Regions from separate parts of the Anas platyrhynchos genome. Here region 1 is linked to region 2. The links are chromatin contacts, called in public Hi-C maps. All regions are on one chromosome and are shown on one strand. Each heading gives the region's core, a stretch centred on a gene start, on an enhancer-like site or on the middle of the called end of the contact. The rest is flanking DNA. Distances are from core to core; before and after follow the strand shown. Region 1 holds the start of DTNBP1 (dystrobrevin binding protein 1). Region 2 has its middle 53 kb from the start of MYLIP.

Evidence for each region. Hi-C and Micro-C count contacts between places; a contact is called where the count stands out from the background.
Region 1: a contact with region 2 is called in a Hi-C map of small yellow follicle, with 2.5 times the contacts expected there. The contact joins the promoter of DTNBP1 here to the enhancer-like site in region 2. A contact is called at or near these places in 2 of 8 Hi-C or Micro-C datasets (F5 follicle and small yellow follicle).

What each region holds. Positions count from the first base shown.
Region 1 is chr2:107,399,891-107,403,178 of IASCAAS_PekinDuck_T2T, reverse strand. It overlaps DTNBP1 (dystrobrevin binding protein 1), which reads right to left and starts at 1,941. Exons shown (of 10, transcript XM_027451261.3): 1 at 1,769-1,941. The coding sequence starts at 1,824.
Region 2 is chr2:107,306,982-107,310,098 of IASCAAS_PekinDuck_T2T, reverse strand. No RefSeq gene overlaps it. Among named protein-coding and RNA genes, the nearest start is that of MYLIP, 53 kb to the right of the region's middle. Within about 2 kb of position 1,713, at least 4 of the 8 cell types and tissues checked have an H3K27ac peak or open chromatin away from gene starts, as enhancers often do. A contact at or near this core is called in F5 follicle and small yellow follicle, where this site is marked.

The DNA of each region.
Region 1 (3,288 bases), core at 692-3,191, 93 kb before region 2:
TGCCTGAGCACAAAGATAGCTTGCTTCTTTCCCCCCCCCCTTCTCCTGCAAGAGACTGCTTGCAGGTAAATGGGTCAAAATCTAGGCACCTCACTCACAGGATACACAGAAGCAGACAGGAGGCACATCTGAGCAGGGGAAAGGAGAACACATTTCTCTGTACACAGAACTGGCTAACAACCTCAAAGTGTTCTTTCTACGTGACCCCAGATTCAATCTTCTTCAGCTGTAAGTGGGTGCTCCCTTATGCCTTTGGAAGAGACGCTCTCTCCTTAGGAGCCCTGGAAAAGCTTCTCCTTCCCAATGTTAGAAGCAATTCAACTGTTCATTTCGCAGTCGTTCATGTGTAGTTAGCAAGTTGGCCACTTCTACTACTGCTTTGGTGGGGGTAAAGAAAAGGATAATCTGAAACACTGGCACTGAGGTTGCATTATCTCAGAAGGGAAAGGGAAGGCAAAACAGGTCAATTCATGTTCTGGCCTGACATGAAGGGGACAGTATGGGAAAAGGAGTAAGCACTCCACAGCCTTTGTTACCACTGCTTCAAGATACACTTTCTTAATGGCAACAAAGAATTACACTGCAAAAAAAAAGAAGTTAAAAGGACACCCCAAGGAGGACACATTAATGGAGCTCCTGAAACAAAGATGCAAACAATAAAAACTGCTTTTAAAACAGAATAAAACATGGCAACACAAGGAAGAAGGGAAATTAGAGACTACCTGAAAACCTACTGACTCCCCAGCAGCAACAGCGGTTATGTAGACGAAGTGAAGTGACCATCACACACAGGCCTTTCTGTTTACCCTGTTTCATCATGTTAAAGACACCATTTCCAAAAGAATCTTACACTGTACTGAGGCATCTAACACAACAAGAGCTCTTAAAATAACCGCAAAACAGAAATATAGCAGTAAAGCAATACCTTGGTCTATACTCTTAGGATTTCATGTTTGTTATGGTAAGACAGATAACACCAGCAACTTGTGTGGCTGATTGGTAGTTACTGTAGCAGTTTCTTTGGTCCACTGTAAACTGCTGCAAATAAGTCATTATAAAGTACGTAGGTTTCTGGAGTTCAGAAATGTCTCTGACTATAGATAAATGTTTACCATGGAGATATTATCAGGCAGCCTCAACACAGCCAGAGGCCAGGCAGCTCTCAAAAGCAATCGATTACAACACGATGCTCTCCTGGGGCTCGTTAGGAGCCTGGAGCTTCGCAGCACAGGCGTGACCTTGCTCCCCTGCCATCCTCTGACTTCCAGTAACACTCCCTGGGACCACCTGCTGGTGCTAAATATAGCATTGATCCAGTGTGTATATTAAAAAAATAGAGCTTGTGGGGCGGCGTAGGAAGAATAGCTTTGTACTGTGGAGTGGGGCAGTGTAGGAAGAGTGTTTTTGGAGTGGGGCAGTGTAGGAAGAGTATCTTTGTAGTGTCAGCAAGGAGCTGCTCCTTCCGCTCCTCCTGCGCTCCTCTCCTTCACGTGACGGTAACTCTCATCCTCCAGGGCACAGAGAAGCTTTTCAGGCAGCAAAGGGCGATATCACACGGATCCACGCAACCTTCGTCAACGAGCCCAGCGCCTTCATCGGCCCCATTCACGCCTTGCCCACCCTCCCAAAAGCGCAGCCTCTCCCTCCCCACACCCAGCGCCACAGCCGCCGGTCCCCTCCTCTTCCTCCCTCCCGGTCACCTGCTTCCCCCTCACCCCGGCCGGGCTGCGGTCCCGCCACCCCCCCAGGGACAATTGGTGCCACCCACCCCGAGGTGAAGTCCTGCTGGACGCTCAGCAGCCGCTCCCGCAGCGTCTCCAACATCGTCCCGGCCTCCTCCTCCTCCTCCTCCGGTGGCGGCGGCGGGCGAAGCTCCCCCCTCCGCCCTCACCCTCGGCCCGCGGCCGGGGCGGAGTCGGGGGCGGTGTGAGGCGGCATCCGGGAAGGGCCGCCCCCTCCGCCCCAATATGGCGGCGGCGCAGCCCTGCCACAGTGACCTGCTGGGACACCCTCAGCCCTGTCCCGTCCGCTCCCATATGGTGGCGGCTGGCTCCTGCTTTGTGCTCCTGGCACGCTGAAAAGCCGGGCCCAGCTGTATCTAGAGCCCCCCACGCTCTGGGAGGGGAGTTTGGATCCCTGAAGTTTGTGCGAGGGGTGTCCTAAAAAATGAGGTGGTTCCTGCTCGCCACCACCTCGAGGGATTTGGCCGCAGTGGGCACAGTGTATGAGCGAGCTCAAGGGAATCGTCCTTCCTAATAAAGCCTTAAAAGTGTTTTCATTAAGCTTCTCAATGCTATCTTATCAAGCAATCAACCTGTTTTCAGATATTTAGGAGTCTGGGGTCAACGTAGGTGGAACCAGACCTTTTCATAACAATCAGCTACTCTTTCCTCTTGCTGGAGGACAACACCTCATCTACAGTCACTATAACATAAAGATTGTCCCCCCCACTGGATGTTTTCAGTTAGTATTTGAGGAACGTGGACCCAGGGTTTAGATGGATCTGTGAATTCTGAAGTTTCCATTTAAATGAGACTCCAATATTTAAATAAGAATAAAAACAACTGGGGGCTGAAAGTAGAAAAAAAAATACATACTTAACCTGTTCAATTTTAGCTAAAAATCCAAAAATGTTAAGGAAAGTGGAGAGCACTGAAATCATTGCTTACAAGGAGAATGTACGCGGAGGGAGACTGTTGTGCGAGTCATTACATACTGTAAAAATTATAATGGTTTTAGGTACACCCACTCAACTGGAAAATTAACACTATAATTGCATTCACCCCCTACCTGTGTACTGTTAGAAGAATGAGATCTGTAGATTGTTTCTGAAGGGGCCCGTCGAAAAGCAATGTTGCTCTGTGGCCTTAATACAAGAGGTAAATGCTTGCTAAGCGAAGAATGACTGGGGTGGTCATTACAAGCGTTGAAATTTTGTAGCTCATCTTGAGATCAGAAAGACTGCTTTCATGGCAGGCTGCATATAAAGATCTGTAAAAAAGCATATGACATGTATACACTATTTTTCTCTTGCTTAGGCTGACAATGTTTGAAAGTATAGACTTTCCATTTCATGGATAGTTAGTTCTCCAGACGAAGAGGAGAAGGGCTTGAATCAGCAAGTTTGATGTATTCACAGACATAAATTACAAATGCTGACAAAAGCTCTGCAATCTGGCCTTAGGTAATATAAAATTTATGGGAATTTAAGTTTTCAGAAAAGAGGGGTTTAAACCTTTCATTGTTCACCTTTTCTTTGAGAAGACATTCATTTCTTCTGTCTTGTAT
Region 2 (3,117 bases), core at 464-2,963:
AAGCTGCAATCTGTTACGGCTGGGCCATAGCATGGGTCTGAGCTGCAGTTTGACAGTCCTGTCTCTTCTCTCTCTATATATAGGCCATGCTCATGAGGCATTTGAGGTAATTTCGGTGATGCTGTTGCTGCACTAAATTGTTGCTGTTGATGTTCTAATGTGGGTAAGCAAGCTCAGGGGTGAGAAAAAGAAGAGGTCTTCACTTGCTGAAGTAGAGTCCTAGAAGCTTCCTTCAGAGCCTGCTAAGTGTGTTAAGGGACAGAAGACATCAGCTGTTCCTCTCCAGGGATATCCATATGTAGCAAGTTTCTTTCTCTTTCAGCTACTTATTTCTGGTAAGACATAATTGTATGGTTCTGATTTGACTGGCCCCCCAAAATCCTTTTACCATTCACTTTCTGTGGGGCACAAGCTTTACGGAGCTCAGTTGGCCCCTCTCCTGAAAGCATGTGATTTGCACATAATAGACTGCTTCCCTCCTCTCTCGTTTTCATATTCAGAGGACGATTAACTTGTCTGACTGCTTCTCTGACCCTGCTGATCCCCATCTCTTCCAGGTGAACTCCTGGGGCTGTCGTGTTAAAGTGTCTCGCTAATTCCCATCAAAAGAGCTCAATTAGAGACACACGGTTAAAATGGCAAATGCAGAAGTGAGAGAGAACATGTTTGTGTGTGAGTATGACATTTTACATCAGAGGCCCACAAAAGACTGAGGTGATAATTGCCTGTCTAAAAAACTGGCAAACATTTTAATGCAGCCTGTGCCCTCGCGGGGCACTGCCTGCCTCACTCAGTGACAGGTATTGCTCATTGATTTGTTTCAGCCATATTCCCTTGGCTCGTTTCTTACAGTCATTTGAAACTTAGCTAATATGAGATGGAAGGGGCAGTTTGTTGCAGCAAGCACGAATTATCTGCAAGGAATACCTGGGTATTCTGTTCACCAAACCTCGTCCACTCGTTTTGTCCTTGCACAATTCTTAAAAACACTTTGTGTTGTTTTTAAAAGACTGATGACTTTATTTTCCTTAGGCTGTGCTGTTTCTATTATATTCCTCTCTAGTGTTTTTCAAGGCACTGCAGATGTCCCCAGCGTAATTGTGATACAACCAGAGGTGTTTGCTGTTGAACTCCTTCCCTTTAATTACCTCTGAAAATTCATGCCTACAGTTCTGAAACTGTTTTCCTCTATATACATATGGGAGCATACTTTTTTGCCCAATAGGTAACTTCTGCGTGGTATCTCAGCTCTTTGGAGTGCATTAAATGGCACTCAGACCCAACATGTGTCTTGGGACATAAAAAGCTGTCTCAAAGCTAAATCAATGAGCTTTAAGGATGGGGAAAGCAAAATCATTTTAAGACAAGGATGAAAACACAATGAGTCCTAGGGATAACAGCTATTTTCTATTCATTAGACAAAATAATCTACCTTCTAAATCTTCACATTGGAAAGGAGTTCGGGATAGGTTTTAGTAGAATTTAAGTCATTTTACGCCAGGGAAGATATTTCAGGTACTTGGTTATTATCTTTCCACTGGTTGTGGGTTTGAAGACACTGCTCTGAAGCACCAATCTTCACCTCTTTCCTAAATCCCATAGTTGTTTCTTGTTTAGGCAGAGCACACGCTGTCAGCATGTGTCACGTGGGTCCTATTATCCAGATTTGCTCCTCTATCTGGCAGTCACAACAGTTTCCAAGGTTCTCGCTGTATGCTTGAATTCCTTTTTGTTTTCCCTCTCAGAAACAGAGCTGAGGAACTGTATGTTTCTTAGACAGTGTAAGACACTGCAGATGTCCTTGGAAGCACGGAGGGAGATTACCTTTTGTTGTGTCTGCCGAGGATGGAAATCTTTTAAATGGATGCATGTCTTACAGTCTACAGTCACTCATGACATTCCCTTAATACCCTGAAGTGGGAAAAGAGCAAGGCAGGGATGTATAATTTTCTCGTGCTCATTGGTCCAGGTTCTGTTAGCAGGACCAAATGATGGTCAAATTCCAATTTTGATATTAAGACTGCAGAATGATGTAGGCAAGCAGATGCACATGGATAACTAACGTTTTTTATTTAAATACATTAAAAATGCTGACCAGCACAGATCAAAGAAAATATCAAATACTGAAAACTAAAATGTCAAATACTGAAAACTTAGACTGATCAAAAGTATGGGCAAATTACCACCACACTCAAATTGATTAGCAAGCTGTTTTCCTCCTTAAAATTTAAATTTTAAAAGCATCTCTTTTTGTTTCAAAAGACTGTTTTACTTAGACGTCTAAAATGGTGGGGAAAAATCTATAGAAAACATAAAATTATAAACCAAATATAAGTGTTTTAAACATAAAACACTTTTGAGGAAAAAAAAAAGACTTTCAAATTGACTTAAAATTCAGTTATTTTCCATCTTTCCTGTTCAACCATAGTGTCACTTCCTGCAGGGAAACAAGCATCCAAGAAGTCTGTGCTCGTGCAGTGTCATAAAGTTTGGGGCAGTTTAAAACAACATATCTCAAGCACTGAAAATAGTTTAAGCACATCAGAATGGATCTCAATTCCAGCTAATTTCTGTTTTCTTTCACCCAGTTTGACTCAAGTTAGCTTACATTATATTGCAGGCTGTTGAATACATAATCCTTAGTAGGTCAGGTGCAAATTGCTTTGGATCAGTTGATTTTGAGATCAAAAAATATTTGCTCTTCCTTTTTTTCTTAGGTAATCAGCCAGCCTCTTTCTTTCTCCTGCAGCATGCAAAGGATATGATTAATTTGCAGCAGATCCCCTTTTCCTACAGGTTCTAATTAATTCTCCTTTTCATCTGAGCACTTCAGTTCAGTAGTTTAAGCACAGAGAGTGGCCTTTATGAAACATCTAACACATTTATTTTCTGAAGTCTAAATATTTCTTGAAGAACTACAAAAACAAAAGCCTTTCACATCCAATATCTTGTTTCACCTCTAGGTGAGCAATTTCATTGACTCACATATACCTAATAGGCTTTGCTTTGTCTCTTTCACTCTGTTTGCCCTCCTCGTGGTCTGATATCTGCTACATATAAAAGATTAAATGAATCAGGAATGTTTTTTATACCTCAAGTTAGAATAACGTGGGAACA